4 separate regions of the Mus musculus genome follow, and all the other regions are linked to region 1. A link is a contact called in public HiChIP or PLAC-seq and promoter capture Hi-C data. All regions are on one chromosome and are shown on one strand. Each heading gives the region's core, a stretch centred on a gene start, on an enhancer-like site or on the middle of the called end of the contact. The rest is flanking DNA. Distances are from core to core; before and after follow the strand shown.

The links. Promoter capture Hi-C pulls out the DNA fragments that hold promoters and counts their contacts. HiChIP or PLAC-seq counts read pairs in DNA pulled down with a chosen protein or histone mark.
Region 2: a contact with region 1 is called in an H3K4me3 HiChIP or PLAC-seq map of embryonic stem cells, with 6 times the contacts expected there. The contact joins the promoter of 1700021F07Rik here to the promoter of Gnas in region 1. A contact is called at or near these places in 3 of 39 promoter capture datasets (cranial neural crest, liver and stem cell-derived epiblast-like cells), 3 of 115 datasets of contacts at active chromatin or transcription factors (embryonic midbrain, embryonic stem cells and neural tube) and 1 of 9 other capture datasets (liver).
Region 3: a contact with region 1 is called in an H3K4me3 HiChIP or PLAC-seq map of embryonic stem cells, with 5 times the contacts expected there. The contact joins the enhancer-like site here to the promoter of Gnas in region 1. A contact is called at or near these places in 9 of 39 promoter capture datasets (the HPC-7 cell line, cranial neural crest, embryonic stem cells and 5 more), 2 of 484 Hi-C or Micro-C datasets (the N1E-115 cell line and nephron progenitors), 13 of 115 datasets of contacts at active chromatin or transcription factors (T-cell acute lymphoblastic leukemia, craniofacial prominence, differentiating embryonic stem cells and 6 more) and 2 of 9 other capture datasets (embryonic stem cells and pancreatic islet).
Region 4: a contact with region 1 is called in a promoter capture Hi-C map of pre-B cells. The contact joins the enhancer-like site here to the promoter of Gnas in region 1. A contact is called at or near these places in 8 of 39 promoter capture datasets (the C10 cell line, cranial neural crest, embryonic stem cells and 5 more), 4 of 15 datasets of contacts at CTCF or cohesin (the G1E-ER4 cell line, embryonic stem cells, large pre-B cells and 1 more), 14 of 484 Hi-C or Micro-C datasets (the G1E-ER4 cell line, the HL-1 cell line, the HPC-7 cell line and 6 more) and 11 of 115 datasets of contacts at active chromatin or transcription factors (embryonic basal ganglia, embryonic forebrain, embryonic hindbrain and 6 more).

Annotation. Positions count from the first base shown.
Region 1 is chr2:174,296,430-174,299,151 of GRCm38.p6, reverse strand. It overlaps Gnas (GNAS (guanine nucleotide binding protein, alpha stimulating) complex locus), which reads right to left and starts at 1,293. Exons shown (of 12, transcript NM_010309.4): 1 at 1-1,293. The coding sequence starts at 1,290.
Region 2 is chr2:173,521,206-173,523,905 of GRCm38.p6, reverse strand. 1700021F07Rik (RIKEN cDNA 1700021F07 gene) reads right to left here and starts at 1,314. Exons shown (of 4, transcript NM_028158.1): 1 at 1,175-1,314. The coding sequence starts at 1,242.
Region 3 is chr2:173,769,416-173,772,181 of GRCm38.p6, reverse strand. It overlaps Vapb (vesicle-associated membrane protein, associated protein B and C), which reads right to left. Exons shown (of 6, transcript NM_019806.5): 3 at 558-661. Among named protein-coding and RNA genes, the nearest start is that of Vapb, 33 kb to the right of the region's middle. Within about 2 kb of position 1,306, at least 80 of the 459 cell types and tissues checked have an H3K27ac peak or open chromatin away from gene starts, as enhancers often do. A contact at or near this core is called in the N1E-115 cell line, differentiating embryonic stem cells and embryonic stem cells, where this site is marked.
Region 4 is chr2:174,931,475-174,934,174 of GRCm38.p6, reverse strand. All of the region lies in intron 4 of Gm40017 (a long non-coding RNA gene), which reads right to left. Among named protein-coding and RNA genes, the nearest start is that of Gm30591, 9.1 kb to the left of the region's middle. Within about 2 kb of position 1,269, at least 13 of the 459 cell types and tissues checked have an H3K27ac peak or open chromatin away from gene starts, as enhancers often do.

The sequences.
Region 1 (2,722 bases), core at 44-2,543:
GTCTTCTCCGGCATCGCTCTGGCTATCTGTGAGCATCGCGGAATCCGTAGGAGCTCCAGCATCAGATCCGGTAGAGACGGCTTGGGCAGCAGGGGCTGGCTTGGCATCCATTGCTTCAGGCTGGGTGGAAGATCCGTCCCCTCTCTCCGGAGAGGGGACTTTTCCTTCCACCGCAGTGGCGGTGGTAGGGCTTCCTTCCATCTCGGCTGCTTCTCGCTCAACTGGGGGTCTCTCTGCGCACTCGCTCTTATCTGGGGCTCCCGAGACTTCGATGGGCGGGCCATCACTTGCGATTGGGGGGCTGTCCATATTGACAGCGGTGTCGTCGTCGACCCCAATGGAGGCTCTGCCAATCTCAAGCAGGGGTCTGGTGATCTCCATCGGGGGGCTGTCGCATGCGAAGTTAGGAGGAGATCTGACAGCCTCGCGGAATGGTCTGTCAATGGCGCCTCGGACCCAGAGGGGAGGCGCGTTCTCGGCGGGAGCGAGGCAGAGCGCACTCGGGACCGCGACTGTCGGGAACTCGCCGCCAATGCCGATTTGTGGGATGACTCGCGGGAGTCCTGGGGGTGGGCTATCGCCCCCGAATTCTTCTCCACCGACCTGAAATGGCACAGATTCTTCAGGGGGAGGGCTGTAGTCTTCTCGGAAGCCAGCGTTTTCAAATCTGATGTTCCCGGGCTCCGCGGGAAGAGCTCTGGGGACCAATGCTTCCGGACCTCCTGGCGCAAGGTCTGGGACTTGCAAGGGAGGCTGGCTATGGTCTCCCTGGGCAGGCTCGTTGAACTCAAATGGCATAGCTTCTTCTGGTGGGGGGGTATAGGCTCCCAGGCCTGGGCTCGCGCCAGTGGGGGTCCCGGGCTCCAAAATCGCTGGGTTGAAGGCTTGGAGGCCTGATGGGGTCCCAGATGGTCCTGGCTGCTCCAGGGTGGGCCAGAAATCTCCCAGGCTGGGCTGTTGTGTCTCGAATGGCATGGCTTCCTCCGGAGGTGGGCTGTAGTCTCCACCCACTCGGACTTCCTCGAAGGCCTGGCAGGGGCTTTGGATGTCAGATTTGGAGTCTTCTGGGGGTCCACTGATCTCACTGCCAGTCTCGTCGGGGACGGGCTCATTGTTAGACGGTTCGGAGTCCGGTTCGGTCGCCATTTCTTCGGCTGGGCCAGCCCCAGCACCGGGGGCAGCTGCCCCTGGGGCTTCCAAAGGTTCTTGCTCGGGCTGCTCCCCGACTTCAGGGGGGATATCGTGTTGTCCTGACATATTATTGCCGTGGAGGCAGTTGAACATGCCCATAACACGGTGGCGACTTTTCAAAATAAATTTGGGGCCCCGTAAGACGGAGCACCCAGCCAAACTAGGGTGAAAAAAAATTTTTTTTTAAAAAATTCAAATTTTTGTTGGAAAGTTCTCCAGCCTCAGTTTCCAAACTTTGTAAGGATAGATAATCAGGGGCTAGAACCCAGGACCATGGCTGAAGTGAGTCATCTCTTGCTGGTGAAGTCTGTCACCTTCCTAGTTACACTTACCCCTTCGGGCTGTGGTCGGCCAACAACTTTAGGAACTTTTCTGTTCTCTCTTCGTACTTTGCTGTACTTTAGCTCCGCCTTCTTGGCATTTAAGAGCGTGCCGATTCGTCTCGAAAATCGTAAATAGAACTCTTTCTCTGCCGCCAGAGGACGCAGGTCTCAGTGCTGAGCCGGCTCCGGGAGCTGGCTCCCGGTGCCGGCTGCTCCCGACTTTGGGTAAGGGGGCTGATGAGCGGAGGCCTTGTAGGGACGTTCGGCTCCGTCCTCTCCTCTCCCGGACTGATTCCGAGTCTCTCTAGCTCGCTTTTTCCCTGGCCAGAGAGCGAGCGAGCTCTCTTGCGTTGCTGGGACACGTGACGCAAGACGTGGGCATTGGTCTGTTAGAGTACAGACGCTGAAAGCCTCCCTCCCCATCTGATTCTTCTCGAGGGGAGGAGGGACTGCAGGAGGGCTTTATCACCCCAGATTACCCCAGTATGCGGTAAATTCCTTATCTAAGGACCCCACACTCAGGCAATTACCCATACTCATCTCCAAGTCAGGAAATGGAGGCTTTAGGATACAAGGAAAGGGGTAGAGGCACACACACACACAAATGCGACAGGTGGTCGTGAGCCCACCGGAAGGGTAGAGACAGGGTGAGGAAGTGCCGAATGTAAACACGCAATTTGTTTCGTAAATGCTCTAGGGTACTTTTCTTTATTTCTTTTTTTTCCTTTTTTTTTCTTTTTTTAATGTTTATGTTTGCTGTTTGTTGGGGATGGCTCCAGCAAATCCCTTCAATGTCCCCCATCCCCATTACACCTCGGAGCTCTCAACAGTGGTATAGTGTGTTGTAGTCAGGGCTTGCTCTGTTTATATGGACGGTGATGCAGTAGAAATAAAGGTCTCAGCAGTGCACTGCAGAAAATCAAGCAAAGCCCCCTTAGGAGTTATTCATGTTTGCCGCTTTCGTGCAAATAGGGGAGGGGGCTTAAGGCTTACCGGAAGACCCCCCACCTAGCTCAGGTCTTGTACTTCTGTCTTCTGGGTAAAGGCAAAAGGAGATTTGGGGTGTAGTTGATGGCCCATTTAGGGTGGTCTCGCAGACTAGAAAACCTGAAATGCACTTAACCCACCGACCAACCGTGCCATGGTGGCAACAGCTGCCGAGACTCGCATCTTCCAGCCACCAGCGCCAGCTGCGGATTCCGTGTTCA
Region 2 (2,700 bases), core at 65-2,564, 780 kb after region 1:
GCCGGCTCTTCATCTGTCTCCATTCTCAGCCAACCACACAGGTGTCAAAAAAGACGACAAAAGTCACAGAGACAGTTACTAGGGAGCTTACGGGAGGAGGTGAGGCAGGGGCCTGCCATCCTAGGTATCAGGGAGCTGCAGCAGGACGGTGGCGAGTTTGAGGCCAGCCTGGGAGACTCAAGATTAAACTCAAGATAAAGAAAGCTGGAGACTCAAGGTGTCAGAGAAAATGCCCAGCACTCCTGAGGCTCCAGATTCATACCCAGTGCTGACTGAGGGAGGGAGGGATGGAGGGAGGGAGGGAGGGAGGGAGGGAGAGAGGGAGGGAGGGAGGGAGGGAGGGAGGGAGAGAAGGAGGGAAGGAGGGAGGGAGGGAGGGAAGGAGAGAAGGAGAGAAGGAGGGAGAGAGGGAGGGAGGGAGGGAGAGAAGGAGGGAGGGAGGGAGAGAAGGAGAGAAGGAGGGAGGGAGGGAGAGAGGGAGGGAGGGAGAAGGAGGGAGGGAGGGAGGGAGGGAATGGAGGAGAGAGAGGGACAGATTTCTCTTGCATCTAAGGTTTAAATTAGACTTTCTATAGTGGTTAAAATGCCAAATAATGGAATACTATTTAGCACTCAAAAATATCCATTACAGATGCCTGATGGAGACAAGTCTTTCAGGGAATGGATTTGTTGTTGTTGCTCCTGCTGCTGCTGTTTGAGACAGGTCTTACTGTGTAGACTACTCTGGCCTTGAATTCACAGAGATCCACCTGTCTCTGCGGCACCACGCTGCCATGGTGCTAAGCAGTTTCCTCCCCATGGCTTCCCAGGTCTCCACAAACCCCCAAACCTGTGGGCCTGGATCTTTTAAAATTAAACTTTCTTCTCATTTAAAAGAATCAGGGAAAACCAAGAAAGGGCAAATCGTCTTTCCTTCGAGGTTGTCAAAAATTAGTGTTTTAATTTTGTTTCTTCTTTTTAAATTTTCTATTAGAATTCTTCCAGTCTCCGCTGTGGGCAGGAGGGCAGGGTGGGAAGACTGAGGTATCTCTGTGTCCCTAATGTTCACCCCGATAATCTTTAGAGCGCTCTTGTTACTCCCAGCAGTCGACTGTCTTCTGGTCTTGGTGGGGAAACTGAGGCCACCCTGGTGTATACTCGACTTGTGAGAAGGGCCCAGCCCAACGGGTCTTACCAAATCTCATCCTGGGCCACAAGGTTCATGCGCTCTGCGGCCGTGGTGCTGAGCGGTTTCTGCGCCATGGCTCCCGCGGTCTCCGCAAACCCAAACCCGTGTGCTCCTGCCTTAGACTATGAGTCCTTAATTATAGTCCCGTTGCTGGGAGACCGGTTGCCAGGTCACACGTGACAAGGAAGCGGAAGCAGAAGTGGAAGCGAGAGCACCGCACACCTGAAGGGGATGAGGGTGCCTGGAGCTTGCCCCTGGCCTCTGCCCTCTGAGCACCCAGTGGTCATCCTGTCCCATGCTCCTCTGAGAAACCTCTAGACTTAGCACCAAGATCCCTCCTCCTCTTTCGATACTGGGAATTGCTCGCAGGGCTTGGCATGCTCCACCCGGACCTACATTCCCAGCCTTCGGTGTTTGTTTGTTGTTTTGTTTTGTTTTTTTACTTGTTTAAATTTTTTAAAAAAAGATTTTATTTATTTTTATTTATATGAATACACTGTAGCTGTCTTCAGACACACCAGAAGAGGGCATCGGATCCCATTACAGATGGTTGTGAGCCACCATGTGATTGCTGGGATTTGAACTTAGGACCTCAGGAAGATAAGTCATTCAGTGCTCTTAACTGCTGAGCCATCTCTCCAGCCCTTGTTTAAAATTTTGACACAGGAGCTCCTAAGTTGCTCAGTCTGGCCTTGAACTCACTCTGTAACCCAGGCAGACCTATGCTTCGAGGTTCTCCTGTCTCAGTTCCCTGAGTAGTAGCCTGGCTTGTACCATCAGCCCCGGTCCCTGGCCCTTTTCAAAACTTAAACATAAACATGGATGTTAGATTACTCATCCGGGCGCAGAACCCCAAGAGCACAGAGCTTGGTGATGTCTATTTGAGAGAACACACCCTCCTGTCAGACCCTGGGCATCACCGAACAGAGCTGCCAGCCACCTCCAGTGGTTGCAGAGAACACTGCCCTCTGCCGCCTCCACCTCCTTGAGGAGCTTGGCTAAGCCTCTACCAGGTCCTGTTCAGGCTGAGGACTCTAGCCAGCCTTCTCTTCCCGCAGAAGCTGTAGGAGACCCATGCGTGTTGCTTAGAGTTTTCACGTGTGCTTTTCCACTGCTGCATCGCATTTCACTCCTGCTCAAGGACAGAATTGGTCTGTTAATGACCTGGCCTGCGTTCTCGATAAGCTGATAACAGGCCACCACCAGGTGTCCTTGCTCCTGGGCGGGTAGGGCCTCAGGTGGGCTGGGATCATCTCCTGTCCCCCTTTCCCAGGTCCAGTGGCTGTGGAAGCCTTTGTGTAAAGTGGCTGAGAAGAAAGATCCGCTGTGCTCTCCAGGCAAACTCTGCCCCTGCTTTGGGAAGTGTCTAGGAATCTCTGCGGAATTAAGAATAAGCAAAGCTGCTGGCTGCTGTGCTTGGCCTGATGCCCCGCCCCTCCTGCAAGCTTTGTTAAGAGCCCAGGTCCTCCTGCAAGCATTGACTAAGGGCCCCACTGTGCTTGATTCTGGTTGGGTACTGAGGGTGCAGAAGG
Region 3 (2,766 bases), core at 57-2,556, 530 kb after region 1:
CTTATTTATAAAAAACGAAGGCATCTTAATTTTACCAAAATTAGGGACACTGTTAAACATGTACTTACATGAGGAAGGAGGGATAAAAATGAAGGCAATTAAAGAACAAAGAAGCAGGGCCTGTTCAGAGACAGAGCAGATGCTTAGTGTGAACAAGACCCAAGCTCCGTCCTCAGTAAAGAGGGAAGAACAAAGCTGACCAGAGCTACTTCCGCTCCGCAGAGGAAAGCAACAGCGGGCAGTATCACTGGGGGGGAGGGGAGGGGCATTTAATGTTAGGCAAACCCTTCCGGGCATGAGGGCTGGAGACAGGCCAGAAGCATCCACTCAGGATAGAGCACGCCGCTGTGGTGCAGGAGAGGGAGGAGAAGGTCCACAAGAGCAGAGAATTGAAGCAAGTTCAGTTCATCGAGTCAGAAAAGAACAGCCATGTAAAATGTTAAAGCTATTCATCAAAGTTGGGAAAGTGGTACAGGGGCCTGAGTGTACACCTCCCTAACAGCACCCGCCATGGCTGCCCTAGCGGGCTGGAGAGAAGAAGAAGTGTTCGTACTTACTACTGCCTCCATATCAGAAGTGTCAGGCGGAGCAAACATAGACTGAACCATAAACTTGTGTTTACTTTTCTCATTGGGATCATAATCGAAAGGCTGTAACATCACTGAGAAAGAAAATATTTCATTAGGAGGGTCACAATGTGGTTATCGGAGTCGTTTGTCACGCTAGGTCTTACACTGTGGAGGAAAACAGCTCCCCAGCTCTCCCATCTGGACCCTGAGGAAGGCCGTGGCCAGCAGAGATGTACAACTTCCCCAACCCCCATCTTTCAGGTCAGCAGTTAAGGCCAGAAAAACTGGGGCCTGTCCCAGCCTCACAGCAGGTGCCAGCTGAGCTGTAGGTGGGTCTGGAACTTGGGTGCCTGATTTCTGATACAAAGATTGTGCGCTCACACAGAGCCACCCTCACCTATCTCACAGCTCTCGCTGAAGACATAAAATGGGAGAAACACCAAAGTCCTATTTTTCTCAAGGAAACATTGCCAAATGATCTTTTCGAGAAAGAAAACAGAATAACTCAAATCATTTCAGGATGGTTTTCACTTCTCTCCACCCCATTTCCCACGCAGCTCATCAAGGTAAGGCTTGAAATATGATTTTGCCAATAGAATTCTGGAGACGGCATAAAAGCTGGATTTGCCACAGCAGGAAAAGCAATTCCAACTCCTGCCCTACCCCCACCCAGAACCCAGAGGGAGCTCACCCAAGGCACCCCGCTGTACTGAGGGAGTCTTGTATTCTGATTCACTTCCTCGGACCTGTTTCCCCATGACTCAGCCAGGCCCAGTTATAGGAGGGCTGCTATACTCTCTCTGCTGCACAGCTTTAATAAGCTTTGCCCCTAGTGGCCTTCCCTGAAACCTAAGTTCACAATCAGGGGGCACCTCAGAGTCAGTGTGGGCCTTGCATCTCCAACCAGAACCTAGGCTCCTGCTCTTCAGACTGCCATTACCCCACTCCATCCGAAGAAGCAGGCGCTGCTGTGGGAGGAGGGCATTATTCTGCTGTCTATTTTTCTGATTAAAACAACAACAACAGCAAAATAAAAAACAGAAAAACCTGAAATAGAACCCAGTTTCCTTAGTCCACAAATGCATGCACACGCGCGCACACACACAGGCACGCACACACGCACACACACACACAGGCACGCACACACGCACACACAGGCACGCACACACGCACACACACACACACAGGCACGCACACACGCACGCACACACACAGGCACGCACACACGCACACACACACACAGGCACGCACACACGCACACACACACACACAGGCACGCACACACGCACACACACACACACAGGCACGCACACACGCACGCACACACACAGGCACGCACACACGCACACACACACACACACACACAGGCACGCGCGCACACACACACACACACACACACAGGCACGCACACACGCGCACGCGCGCGCACACACACACACACAGGCACGCACACACGTACGCGTGCGCACACACACACACACACACACACGCACACACACACATAGGCACGCACACACACACAGAGGCACGCACACACACACACACACACACAGGCACGCGCGCGCACACACACACACACACACACACACAGGCACGCATGCACACACACACAGGCACGCACACACACACACACACACACACACAGGCACGCGCGCACACACACACACACACACACACACAGGCACGCACACACGCACACACACACAGGCACGCACACACGCACACACACACACACACAGGCACACGCACGCACGCACACACACACAGGCACGCACACACGCACACACACACACACACACACACAGGCACACGCACGCACGCACACACACACACACACACACACACACACACAAACCCAAAGGTCTGCCCCACAGCTCCTGCTACTGTGTATCAAAGGATATCAGGCCTGCCTTCTGCAGTCTGTCCCATGAGAAGTTTCTCCTTCCTAGATAGGAGGAGATAAAAGGCTAGGAGGGGTTCCTGCCTGGCTGAGTCCAGGCTTACATTCATTCCCACACTATGGGTCCGATTTGCCTGTAGTTGGTAGCCCACACCTTTAATCCCGCACTCTGGAGGCAGAGGCGGAGGCAGGTGGCTCTCAATTTGAGGCCAGCTTGGTCTACAAAGCACACGCAAAGCCTGGGTCAACCCTAGTATTGAAAAAAAAAAAAAGAAGCAAAACAAAGAAAATGCTTCT
Region 4 (2,700 bases), core at 20-2,519, 640 kb before region 1:
TTTTTAGTTCTAAAGAAATATAAAATAGTTGAGGCAAAATACTTGTTAAATAACTCACATACCGGTGAACAGGTCGTTCAAAAGGAATAAAGTAAGAAATGCCAAACGTTTCCCTGCTTTGGCTCCTTGTAATCCAGAATAACAGCTAACCCCTTTTAGTTCTCATACTTGGGAAGGGGCAGGTGGATCTCTGAGTTTAAGGCCAACCTGGTCTACAGATGAGGTTTCAGCATAGCCTGGGTAGCCTGGGCTACAAAGAGAGCCCCTTGTCTCAATTTTTTATTTTGTATTTTTTTTTTTTTTTTTTTTTTTTTTTTTGCACAGGATATCACTATGTAGCTCTGGCTATCCTGAAACTCACTAGGTAGATCAGGCTGGCCCAAAACTCGCAGAGATCCAATTGTCTCTGCCCCTCAAGTGCTGGGACTTAACATATCTGGCTGAACAAAAAAATTATCTTTAAGTGTCTGTTATAATGACTTACATCTTTAGCAAATAAATTGGTTAAGAAGATGCAAGACTGTTAATGTAGTTTGTGTTTCTGTTCATAACTGTTAGATATTTAACATGTCATATACAGTTTCTGAGTTTTAGGTACAGCCTCCTGGGGTTTAATTTTTAAATTATCTTATTAAAATGTTTCTGAACTATGCACCAACATTAATAATTATAGGAACTCTTGGCAGAAAGAGAGAGAGAGAGATGTTATAGGTATGAGATAGACAGGTATGGTATAGGGTTAAAGAAGATTGAAGAAAAGGAAACTGTTTTTGGATAAGAATGCACTTTGCATGGTAAGAGAAAGACTTGCACAGCGGAGACTGATGGTGATGATGGGGAAAGACAGAAGTATGCTGCAAAAAGATTACAGAAACTAAACTTTAAAAAGTGGACATGGTTGTGACTAAGCTGATCTTATTTGCTTTGAGACAGTGTCCCACTGTGTAGCCCTGCCTGGCCTGAAATTTGCTACAGGCTAACAGGCTGCTTTTCACCTCACAGCTATCCACCTGCCTCTCTCCCTGGGAAGCTGGGATTGGAGACACGCATCACTACGCCTGGCTTGTACCCATTGCGTTAACGGTAAGGTGTGCAATTTCTATCACATTACATAACAATCACGCAACTCTTTTTAATGGACGAGTACTTGCATCTATTTCTAAAATTTGGCCTATTAGATAAACAACTCAACTACTTTGACGTCACTTTGGGAGACAGGGGACTACGGTTCCCTCTAGTGGCCACTGCCAAGTCTGCAGCTGAGATTCGGAAAATTTGTTACGGGTGCCTTCTACCAGTCGCCCGGCAGATGGCGCACGGTGGCCTGTATCCTAGAAGACTGCTTTCATCTTGCAGAAGGCCGGAGGCTTTGCTACTTACTTAAAGAGCCCTTGTTACGGGACGCTCATTTTGAAAGTGGAAACGTATTTTAGAATTTCAAATATTCTAGCTGAACAATGTCCCACCTCTGTTACCCAACTTCATAAGACCCCAGTGCCAACCAAGCCCGAGACTGGTGAGGACCATCACACTAAGCTAAGAGCTCAGAGCCCTCTGTGTCCAACCAGGACATTAACAGGTCAGGTGGGAGATGCCTCTGCCTGGTCCATTCTGTGCCTAGTTTCTTACCCTAGACTAGCCACCTCTGGCTTTGTGGTTAATATTGCATGGCCATCCAAGTAGCTCTGAGGAAACAGGAGCTTAACCTGGCCCCCGAGGGTTTGAGGAGAACTCAAGTCCATTTCCTGATGCCTCCCCATACCAGTGACTTCATACGGTGTGCACACTCACGCTGCGATGGTTCACCTGTGCTGAACCGGGTTCCTGCTTCATCTGCAAAGATGCCAGGGAGATCCTGTGCTCACAGCTGGACAGCACCATTGTATCCTAGCTTAAGGCCTGTACTCTGTAGGCAGCGTGGCATGTCTTCATGCCTTTTGAGTGGCTGCCGGAAGTGCTTTGGGGTAAGCACTGTAGCCTGAGCCACTGGGGCTCCCCTGCATTCCTGAGAGCAATTAGGGCCCCTTTCCTCAGAGAAATTGGAGGGCGTAAGCCCCTGGTGCCTGAGTTCACATGTTCAGAGTTGATAAGCATGGCGGATCCGACGGGAATTTTTTATTTTTGCCTTTTGTTGTTGATGGAAAGGGTGGGCAGCAGCATAAACAATAAGGGCAACTTAGTGACTAACAGGCTCCTGGGGCAGGCGGCGTCCAGCTGGAGAGGCCCAAAGTCGCGAACCACCCACTTAGTATTTGCAACTTAGGGGTCCTCAGAAGTGTTCGGAAGTTGGTTTGCTGCAATGTGAACTTTGTTCAACTTAAGAAGGGGAAGGGAGTGTTAAGTCCCCCTCGTGGCAGCTGGAAGTCAGGCCCAATCCCCAGCTACTCAGCAGCTCTCTCATGCTTTAGGTTTGGGGCCACTCTGCAATCCTTGAATGTGTTTAAGATGGAGATGGGGCTTTTAGCTTATGCTGGAAGTTTAGCTCTAACAAATATGTACTTACGTTTGGAACTGAAACATAAGTTTATGCATTTTTTAATTCTTAAAAAAAAACAAAAACAAAAACAAAACATGTAGCAGGCTTGTAGCCTGGATGTGCAACAGTGAACTTGGAAGCTTTATAAAGTTGAAAACACACAGATCACAGGCCCAATATTGTGTTCCTAGGGTTTATCCCAAAGAAGTGTGTATGTGTGTGTG